4 separate regions of the Mus musculus genome follow, and regions 2, 3 and 4 are each linked to region 1. Evidence: chromatin contacts called from public Hi-C, HiChIP or PLAC-seq and promoter capture Hi-C data. All regions are on one chromosome and are shown on one strand. The core of a region is the stretch at or near the end of the contact, and the rest is flanking DNA. Distances in the headings are between cores, read along the strand shown. Region 1 holds the start of Rbm26 (RNA binding motif protein 26). Region 2 holds the start of Slain1 (SLAIN motif family, member 1). Region 3 holds the start of Slain1os (SLAIN motif family, member 1, opposite strand). Region 4 holds the start of 4930518C04Rik (a long non-coding RNA gene).

What was found. Promoter capture Hi-C pulls out the DNA fragments that hold promoters and counts their contacts. Hi-C and Micro-C count contacts between places; a contact is called where the count stands out from the background. HiChIP or PLAC-seq counts read pairs in DNA pulled down with a chosen protein or histone mark.
Region 2: a Hi-C map of CD8 T cells shows a contact between it and region 1, with 3 times the contacts expected there. The contact joins the promoter of Slain1 here to the promoter of Rbm26 in region 1. A contact is called at or near these places in 2 of 39 promoter capture datasets (cranial neural crest and pre-B cells), 4 of 484 Hi-C or Micro-C datasets (CD8 T cells, LSK cells, effector CD8 T cells and 1 more), 6 of 115 datasets of contacts at active chromatin or transcription factors (astrocytes, embryonic stem cells, forebrain and 3 more) and 2 of 9 other capture datasets (liver and pancreatic islet).
Region 3: a contact with region 1 is called in a promoter capture Hi-C map of hippocampal neurons, with 5 times the contacts expected there. The contact joins the promoter of Slain1os here to the promoter of Rbm26 in region 1. A contact is called at or near these places in 2 of 39 promoter capture datasets (hippocampal neurons and pre-B cells) and 3 of 115 datasets of contacts at active chromatin or transcription factors (large pre-B cells, microglia and stem cell-derived neural progenitor cells).
Region 4: an H3K27ac HiChIP or PLAC-seq map of microglia shows a contact between it and region 1, with 6 times the contacts expected there. The contact joins the promoter of 4930518C04Rik here to the promoter of Rbm26 in region 1. A contact is called at or near these places in 1 of 39 promoter capture datasets (hippocampal neurons) and 3 of 115 datasets of contacts at active chromatin or transcription factors (astrocytes, microglia and stem cell-derived neural progenitor cells).

Annotation. Positions count from the first base shown.
Region 1 is chr14:105,176,044-105,178,614 of GRCm38.p6, forward strand. It overlaps Rbm26 (RNA binding motif protein 26), which reads right to left and starts at 1,271. Exons shown (of 22, transcript NM_001368684.1): 1 at 739-1,271. The coding sequence starts at 809.
Region 2 is chr14:103,648,939-103,651,509 of GRCm38.p6, forward strand. It overlaps Slain1 (SLAIN motif family, member 1), which reads left to right and starts at 1,290. Exons shown (of 7, transcript NM_198014.3): 1 at 1,290-1,970. The coding sequence starts at 1,417.
Region 3 is chr14:103,698,143-103,700,713 of GRCm38.p6, forward strand. It overlaps Slain1os (SLAIN motif family, member 1, opposite strand), which reads right to left and starts at 1,290. Exons shown (of 3, transcript NR_045148.1): 1 at 1,149-1,290. The region is part of intron 5 of Slain1 (SLAIN motif family, member 1); the gene reads left to right.
Region 4 is chr14:103,897,466-103,900,036 of GRCm38.p6, forward strand. 4930518C04Rik (a long non-coding RNA gene) reads left to right here and starts at 1,302. Exons shown (of 2, transcript XR_383716.3): 1 at 1,302-1,893; 2 at 2,016-2,571.

The DNA of each region.
Region 1 (2,571 bases), core at 21-2,520:
TATTTTGCATTAAATAAATACATAAAATATTCCTAAAATCTTTCAATATTTCAACAGTCGCACAAACTACTCAATTTCTCCTTAAATGCCAAATATTCCATACGGATAGAGATTTGGGTTTGTTGGTTTTTTTCCCCCTTCTTCAAAGTAATAGGATGTAGGTGGCAAGGGGTCTGGGGCTTCCTGGGCTTAGCACCTGTTACATCTTCAATCAGTTAAGAGAGGTGCGTATGAGCCACACACCACATGGAAGACGTGGCCTTTCTTTAAGGGACTGTAAGCGAAACCTTAGGTTTTTAAACTCGAACTTCCCTGATCCCTAAGAAAAAGCCATGCACTTCGTCTTAAGAAGCACTGTGGAACTATCTACCACCGGGAGGAGAAGCTAGCACTCGGGAGGAGCCGAGAAGCCGATGTGGAGGGCCTCGGAAGACACACACAGGTGTACGGGGAAGTTTGCCATCGGTCTGCCTATAACGGGAAAGGGGAAAGCAAAGCAGGGCACACCGGTTCAAAGATCAGCTCGACCATTACAATCAAGCCCAGCTCCAGCTTTGGCTATGTTGAGCCTGGACGGGAAGGTGGGCGAACAGAGAAAGCAGAGCCTTGGGGGGACTCCCCACCTCCCGGTTCTTCGCTTCGGCCTCCACCACTGAGTAAACTGCCCCGATCGGGGCGCCCGCCTGTCCACCACCGCCATCCCTGCGAGCGAGCACTGCTCCCCCGGGGGTTACTCACATGGGCTCGAGGGTCTTGCTGAGCCAGGACTTGAGCGCCTCGAAGTTTTCGATGATCATCTTAGAAACCATCCACCGCGGCCCCGAGGCCGGCCTCGCTCCTGCGCTCGCCCAGGTCGCCGCCGCCGCCCCCTCCTCCGCGCGCCGTCCGCGTGGGCAGCGGTGGGAGGTGCCGGTGGCAGGTCCCCGCGAGCCGCGGGTCGGCGAGCACCTCGGCGGGGGCCGCCGCAGGCCACGCGCCCACCGGGTCCCCGGAGCTTCTCCCCTCGGCGGACCCTGGCCCGGGCTGAGGCAGCAACCGTTTGCCGGCCGGGCCCTCCCCCCTGCCCCGCTCCCCCAGTGAATCTTCCCGAAGGGGAGCCGAACGCGCTCCGACCCGGGCTCTCCTCTCAGCTTTGGGATTAGGTGCTTGGTTGGTGGCCACGCGGCAGAGCAGACGTGAAGAAAAGCGACAACGAAGGGCGGCTCAATGGGAACGGTTCGGGGGTCTTCCCGGCTTCCAGCACCCCCAAGAAGATGGCTGCCGGTAAATCTCGCGAGAATGAGTGCGAGTCTCGCGGTGCGGCCCGGAGCATGCTGGGAAGAGACGCAAGTTCGGCCGGGTGAGAGCTGGGCAAATCCAGTAGTGGATCGAGGATTGACCAATCGCAAGGGTTGAGGCCTCGGTCCCCTTTTATCCATCGGCCTTCGTGGTGAATAAGCACAAGCGCCGTCTTACTTCACCAGGATGGAGTGGCCGCGGGCTCCCAGGCCTTGTCCTCTGAGAGGATTGTGCTTGTCAGCACGAGTGAACCTAGAAGATGGGAGCTCTCCATAAGAAGACGGCCAGCAGTGTTTGCAGGGGTCCTGCACTGTGCGACCTGCCCTCGGTGTCACAGCATCCTCCAGTACCATCTTCTGTGTGTGCTGCCCCGTGCACACGATGGGTAAACACACACTGGTCTAATCTAACCCACCGAGACCTCCAGAGGATTAGTGTTCTTATCCCAAAGTACAGGACTTTTTGGCCAAGGTCTAATGACCTATGGATGCCCCAAACCAAAGATACCTTGTTGATTTCCAACCTACAAGAGAAAAAAAAAAAAAAAAAAAAAAAAAAAAACAGTTTTGTTACATTTTAAATTCTGTTCATTTAGAAAAGTTTCAACTTTTCTCCAAGAAATTACAATGTACTAAAGAAGAGCATTCAAACCAGCATCCTATATACATCATAGGTGGTCCCGCAAGTTTGGTTCTATTATATTATTAGGAGACTACCAAAGACTAGTAGGCAATGGGCCACAATGGAATGAAAAAATAGTGGAATGGACAAATGGAATGAAAAAGTAGTCCACGAGTCTAAAGACACGGTCGGTGAACCATAAAGAAAGTCTTGATGCGACAGAATTTGCAATATGCTGGAGTGGAGTGTCCTTTAAGCATTAACTAAAAAGGTTATAAAATACAAAGCTAGACGTTTGCTCTAAAATATGATGCCATGAGTGAGACGTTAATTAGATTTAAGCTAATGAAGAATTAAGATATTAATTAAGATGATTTAGCTAACTGAAATACCGCAGATATGAAAAGACAAAATATTTAGAATTCCATTTCTAGAGGTTGCTAGAGTCCCAGGAGTGACCGAATGCAGAATGGTGGTTGCCAGGAGGCAAAGGGGGATCTTGAGAATTACGTCTCAGTGATGCAGAGTTTCAGTTTGGAATGATAAGAGTTCTGAAACAGTTGGTGACTGAACAGTTTGACTATACATCTAATGCCATGAAGTTGTACACATACAATTATTAAAATGGTAAACTTTAGGTTACATATAGAATGTATAAATAATATACTATTG
Region 2 (2,571 bases), core at 40-2,539, 1.5 Mb before region 1:
GAGTTAAATTCAGGACACCCACCTTTGCACATACACCCAAGTTTAGAGCTGTAGCTTGCCAAGTGAGAAGACACAAGTGTTTCTGAGCAGCAAGGCACAGGATCAAATTTTAAAAGATTAGAGGCAACATCCTAGCGCTGCCACAGAGATGTGCGGTATGTTTTCATTGACGTCATGTGTACAGTGCCTGAGCGAGGCCCTTCACAAGCTAGTACACCGTCTGAGGATGAAAATCAGCGGTGTGGATTGTTCTCGCACTATAACGGCAGGCTTTCCTTTGTGTTAAACCCACAAAATGCTAAGTCAACATTAACTGAACAAAACGATCGGTTCATCTGCGTAAAAGCATTTTTGTTGAAAAAATAAAAAGCATGGTTTCCAAGAATCCCCCCCCCCAAAAAAAAAAAAAAAACCAAACAAGCAAACCAACAAACAACAAAAAAGCAGGGAATGTTATACCTTTCCTCTTTTCGCTCAGGCACGTGTGACTTTAATAGTGTAAATGATTTAACAGATGGTGCACAATTTTGCTTGTATTTGCAATCACTGATGCCTGTTGTTCACTTGCTCAAAAAGCCAGCGTTTAGAACACAGTGGAGCATGCAGGAGATGCTCAAAGATCTTTTGTCTAATATAAAAGAGCATGAAAACCCAACTCTCCTTTCATGGTGAAAGACTGGTGGGGATAGTTCATATATGGCTATTTTAGATAGACTGAAGTGAACGCCTGACTCTTCAGCAGCTGGCCATCCTCCCTCATAGAGACTGGGATTTCTCACTTTCCCTCCTTATTCTCTCCTATCCCACCATTTTGTTTCTGTGCTACTTAATACTACCCTTAGCCGCATCTTTTCAAACAGACCCAAAGCATCTGTTGTTGCTTTTTTGGGGGGGGGGTGAGCATCATGTTCCCCAGACCTTTTTTCACGAGGTTTCATTAGCAGGTGGCAATACCCTGAAGTCTAAAAGTGCTCTTGTAAGAGGGCTAGCCATTGGCCCTGGGTACGTTTTTCCCCTGCCACAGACACCTGCTACTTCTTTAGATCCCGCCCCTGGCTGTAGTCCTAGAAGTGGGGTTCTCTCGCCCAAAGCGGAAGAAGTGCGAGCGGCGGGAAGTTCAGGCCAGGTCCAATCAGGCACCTGAGGTTAGGTGGTGTGGGTGCAGACGGATGCCCAGGGAGGGTCCCCGCCGCAGGTCCCGCCCCCACGACACATCCATCACCAGAAGCTCCGCCCCTCGCGCCCCGCCCCGTCCCGGGGCCTCGGCTAAAACCCGGAGCCGCTAGAGCAGAGCACGGTGCAGAGCTGCGCGGCTGCTTCTTCCTCGGCCGGAGGCTGGGCCCTGGTGCTGATGCTGGTAGGCTGCGCGAGCTGGGCCCGCGTAGCCTCCTCGCCGCGGCGCTCGGGGCTCCCGCGATGATGGCGGAGCAGGTGAAATGCGCCTCGCCGGTGGCGGCCTCCGGCGCCGGCCCGGGGCCGGTGGTGAACGCCGAGCTGGAGGTGAAGAAGCTGCAGGAGCTGGTGCGCAAGCTGGAGAAGCAGAACGAGCAGCTGCGCAGCCGGGCGGCCAGTGCGGCCGCCGCCCCGCACCTGCTGCTGCTGCAGCCGCCGCCGCCCTCCGCCCCGCCGCCAGCCGGGGCCTGCAGCCCGCTCGCCACGCACAGGGCCCCGGCCAGCACGACCTCCCCGGGCCCGGGGGCGCTGGGCCCCGCGTTCCCGGGCACCTACTGCTTGCCCAGCCCCGCGCCCTCCCTGCTCTGCAGCCTGCAGCCGGCTGACGCGCCCTTCGTCTACTCCAAGCCGGCGGCGGGCTTCTTCGGCGGAGGTGGCAGCCCGGAACCGGGGACCGCAGGGACCCCGCCGGGGGAAGCCGCCACGCCGCCGTTGCCGCCTCCAACGCTGCTGGACGAGGTGGAGCCGCTGGACCTGGAGAGCTTGGCCGCCTGGAGCGAGGAGGACGACTACACCTGGTATAGCCGAGCTCCGCCGCCCCCTCCCCCCGGAGTTGGGAGGCCCAGCACGCGGGGGCGGGGCGTGGGAGGCAGGGGACCCAGAGGCCTAGCAGGTGCCAAGCCCTGAGCAGAAGCTTTGCATGGAGGCAGAAACCTGTTTTAGCATTGTGCCTATTGGTCCGACTGGGGACTGCCATCTGCCCCGTGCTTTGCTCTTTGCTGATTACGGGGTCCCAAGCGCCTCGTTAGCCTTAAATGCACAACTCATGTCATCTTGTCGCTCAGCCCTGCTCTCTTCTCTCTCTCTCTCTCTCTGTGTGTGTGTGTGTGTGTGTGTGTGTGTGTGTGTGTGTGGTGAAGGTGCTTGTCTTCTGCTCTCCTCCACTGCTTACCGTTCTTTCCTTACAAACGAACGCTGCACAGGATTGGTGTGCAGCCCCCCTTTGGTCACATCGGAAGCCGCCTAGTGATGAGCCTCTTCTCAGACATCTGCTATTGCAGTTGAGTTGTGTAGTTATATATGCCATCTCTCTGTATTTTCATAGATAACCTTTCAGATACCGATTTGATTATTAAAGGTGTGCCATCCTGGTACGTCAGAGGCAAAGGTTTTTTTAAG
Region 3 (2,571 bases), core at 40-2,539, 1.5 Mb before region 1:
TGGTGACATTTTATGGTCAAACCACTAACATGAAAGATATGTCTATGTATATGCAAATGTTCTACAACATGCGGGGCTGGAGAGATGGCTAAGTGATGAACTGGCTGCTCTTTCAGAGGACTCCAATTTGGTTCCTAGGCCACATCATAGCTCACAACCTTTTGTAACTCTAGTTCTAGGGGATATGATGCCGTCCTTTGGACTCTGGACACTAGGCATACACAGACATACATTCAGTCAACACACCCACATGATTGATTGATTGATTGACAGATGGTAGAAATATATATGTGTGTGTGTATAGTAGAAGATATATAGATAGAATATAGAAGATAGATGGATAGTTGGATAGATAGATGTAGATGATAGACAATAGATTGATAATTTCTCAAGTTTGAAAACATCCCAAATGTTAGTCTAAGGCTTGTTTCCCAGCATTTTAGATAGAGCACTCAGCCTGTGTCATGGTTTACTGATTTTTACCAGGCTGTGAGCTCTGGACTTGGACCTTGGTTCGTTGTGAATGAATGAGTGAAATAAACATGAGTTCATGAATGAATCTATATCCATTAAATAGTTAAATTAGTAGGGTGTCTAATGAAGGCAAAGCTGATTCACGAATTTACTAATGATGCAAAACAGAGAGGCCTGTTCACTGACTGATGTCAGTTATTTTTAGACAGCAGGCTAATTATGAAGAATTTTACCTGAGGAAAAATATACATTCTAGGTCTGAGTAAATGAAGACTAACAGTGTAAGTATGAAGCAATAGAAAAATGTTTCGTCTTTAGCAAATATAGGACGATAAGGAATGTGTTGATTGTAACTTTGTGTGTGGACAATAGTCTTTGAGTGCCATAATAATTAACACAACACAAAATAGGAAGGAGTGTTCATGATTTTGGATTTCTAGCTTTGAAATACTAAAAAACTAATGCGAGCATGTTGGAAGGAAATGGCCTGTGGCCAGAGCTGAGACCATCTGAACTGCAGAGTAAATAATAATAGATTATAATTGATAGTGCCATATAAATATCTCTGGGTCCATGCTTAACAAAGCAAAAAACAAGGGATGGATGGGGGGGATTCTCTATAGGCGGGATTCTATTTAAAATACATAAAGAATTAAGATAGAAAAGTCACGTACAGGAAAGCAGAACAAACAAGAGGCATTACTGTGCATTAGGTCGGTCACTCTGCGGTTTGGATGGGAATGGCCCCCATAGCTCTACATTTGGATGCTTGGTCAACAGGGAGCATCAGGATTGGTCGATAGCATTAGAAAGGAGGAGGAGAAACAGCCTTGTCGGAGGAAGTGCGTCATTGGGGGTGGGCCTTGTTGGAGGAAGTGCATCACTGGGGGTGGGCCTTGTTAGAGGAAACTCAAAGCCCACACCAGACCAGTCTCACTCCCTTTGTTCTTGTGGCTATGGTCCCCAGCTCCAGCCCCAGCACCTGCCTGTATGCCGCCCTGCTCCTGTCATGTCAAGCCTCTCAAACTGTAAGCAAGCCCCCAGTTAATTGCTTTCTCCTTTGAGAGTGCCATGGTCATGGTGTCTCCTCACAGTAACTCAGATGTTCCCATTTCAGGTTTAGGGCTTAGGATTCTGCAGAGGCTGGGGAGAAAACTTCATCAACAAAGGACTGTGTCGTCAGACTGGACCTCGGGTTTTATGAAATCCAGGCATCATAACCTTCCTGACTTTTTCATTTCTTACTTATAAAACTCAAATGATGTCTATCTTTGCTATTTTCTTCTGGTAGCTATTATTTCTTTTTAATGTGGGTCCCTTACATATTTTGACTGTAAGGGACATAGTTCATCAGTAGGACCCTTCTTTTTTTCTTTTTTTTCTTTTTTTGTTTTTTTGAGACAGGGTTTCCCTGGCTGTCCTGGAACTCACTTTGTAGACCAGGCTGGCCCGGAACTCAGAAATTCGCCTGCCTCTGCCTCCCAAGTGCTGGGATTAAAGGCGTGTGCCACCACCGCCCAGCCAGTAGGACTCTTCTTGAAAGCTACTCTGTACTGTCATTTCAAATGAAATTGGACTTTCATTGAGTCCACCAGACACTTTTGGGTGAATCAGCAGCAGTCTAAGCATTCCATATTAATATGTAGTAAGGTTTTGTTGATTTAAATCTTATTCAATGTGTCTTGGCAATGTTTTATAGACTTTTGTTTTGAGAGATTCTATAGCTCTAAAATTAAGCTTATTTCAAAGTATTTACTTTTTTATAAATAGTGGGTTTTTTTTTCAAATTTAGCTTCTACTAGTTTTATGGTATATCAGTTTTCTCCTTTCTATAATAAAACACCTGAGAAGCAATTAAGGAAGGAGGAGTTTATCTTGGCTCACAATCCATCATGGCAGGAAGGCATGGAGCAGGTGGCTGGTCACATGACATGTGCACAGGGAGGCAATACAGGTGCTCAGCTGGATGTTTTCTTTCTGTGCAGTCTAGAACCCAGCCGATAGCATGGTGCTACCCACATTCAGGAGAGTTCTTTCCTCCTCAATTGAAGAACTCCTGGAAAGCCTTCTTTGCCCAGGGCCTGTGTTTCCATGGTG
Region 4 (2,571 bases), core at 52-2,551, 1.3 Mb before region 1:
AGCTGCCTCTGCCTGCAGGCCCCACTTTTCTCAGGACACCACCCTGATGGCCCTTTTCTACCTCACCTGACATTCGTTTCTCCTTAGGATTCTCATCCAATGCATTTTAGTTAAATATGAAACAAAAAAGACAGTCATGAACATGACTCAAGTTCATCCCTAAGTTCATGAAGAGTTGTATCTAAACAAGAAATTGCCTTTTATGTAAAATGACAATCTCCTTCTCTCTCCTTCCTTCTTATCCCCACCTCTTCAGTGTGCGTGTGCGTGTGCGTGTGCGTGTGCGTGTGTGTGTGTGTGTGTGTGTGTGTGTGTTTTGGTGATTGAAACATTGGACCTCATAGATTCTAGGCAAGGGCTCTACCACTGAGCTACACTCTCAGACGCTCTTTTGGTTTTTAAATGTTATTATTAGCTCATAAAGCAGAAGCCTATGTATGACAAGCCTGGTATATTAAGCAACATTAAGAATATCTATCCTCTTGGTCTGGTTGTATAACTCAGTGAGTTAAGATACTTGCCACTGGGTCAGATCCTGATCTGACTTCAGTTCTCAGGCCCCATTGAAAGGTTAGAACTGACTCTGGCAAGTAGTCCTGTGGTCTATAGACAGTGCACGGGCAGGCATGCTTGTGAGAGTGCATGTGTGTGCGCATGCGCACACACACACACACACATCACACACACCACACAGACACACATCACATACACACACCACATAACACACACACACACACACACACACACACACACACACACACACACACACCCCACAGTTCATTAGTTAGGAAATATAACTTGTTTTATGAAAGAATTATTTTTCTTCTTGAGTTTTATATTTTCTCTGGATTTTGAACATTTTGGTATTGAGTAATTATAACAGCTCATGTTAACTGCAGATTTACTTCATAAAATATTTCAAATTTATGTCATACTTGGTATTAAGAATAATGTTATATCATATATAGTATTTCCTCCTATCTATGGCTGAGAACAAAGTGTTGAAAGATTCATTTATTAACTCTTGTTTTTATTCAGTAGATATGCCTTGAACTTTTATGCCATTCTGAGCTCCCGGGAAAAAGAAAGTTACAGGAGATAAACGTTTTCCGGCCTCATATAATTTATGTTGAATGGCAGAGTTAGCAATAAGTAAAAAACTGTTTTACTAATTTTAAGAAAGGAAATATACATGCATGTTTTGCATTAAGGAGGGCTGAGAGTGTTATGTGGGGCGTCACTGGAAAGTCAGGTGACCCTCGAATCTTCTGTGCTCTGAGCTAATGCACGGGCCGCACTGCATACTTTTCATTAACAAGAAGTTGCCCAATAGATGAAACCACACTCATTTCCCCTAAGCCTCACACCCCTCCTGCGCCTGGATGCAGTGTCAGGGTAACAGGCTGCTGCTTCCCACCAGACTCTCACACCACAGAGATGCCTTCAGCTACTTAAATCCTTCACACTGAGAAGAGAAAGGACTCTCGCTGGCCCCTCAAGTGTGAAAGTTTGATTCAGCCCGCGCTGCTAAAATCTCTATCAGTTATAACGTAAATGCAATTTAATGAGATTTCCTGCATCACTACTTCATTTTGTAAAAGATTAAGCACCTTTCACATGAGAAGAATATTTTGACGATATTTGCTGGAGACGAAGAGAAGGAAAGTGACTTGTGTGGGCATGTCTATGGTGAAGCTGTAAAGTCGGAGACTAACCAGGGTTGCCGCTTGCAAAGGCCATTTGTTCTTTCTCCTCAGAGCAGTAAAAGCAGCTGAGAAAATGGGAGTCCGGCATTTCTAGAGGGTTGTCATAGCGACAGGAGTTTGGTACAATACTGTCTATTTACTCGTCCCGACTCTTGGTTACCTCCCTCGTGACCCCGTGGAGCCTGAGGTAATGCATTCTGCACGGTAGCTGGGGTCTGAGGAGGTTCTAAGAACTTGCGGACAATTATGCATTGTGTTTCATTATTCATCACAGTGGGGTAACGTGAATCCCTCTGATGTCCACTGCAGGCTGATCTGAGGCCCCTGTTCACAAGGGAAGTCATGAGGAACGTGTATGCTGTTTTCAAAGCCTTCCCTACCTCCACCATTCTCCTTCGACTCGACAGGAATAATGTGTTTATGATGAGAAACGACTGTCCTGCTTTCTAGAGCTTGACTCTGTTCCAGACCATTGCTTTTTGTACACAAAGTGCCTCCCGCTATCAGAGAGTGGAGATATTTGCTCTGGACTACTTTATCATCTTCAAACCGTCACTGGCAGAAATGTGTGTGTGAGGTCAGCGCATTCATTCCACCAGCACCAGAAGCTAGCGCGTATCTGCGGCTGTAAATAAACAAGGGGCACGATGTTAGAAAAAAAAATGTTGGGGTTCTGACCTGCGCAAAGTCGACTGGAATGTTTCCCTAGTATTTATCCTCTGCTTTTCCAAGCTTTGTATAAACATGAATTTCCAGAATTTTTTAAGAACTGACGCTGATGAAAAAAATTCAGTCTTCTAATGAGTTTGTAAAACACATCAGATTTAATTGTTGAATACTATAAAAACAACAACAACAACAATAA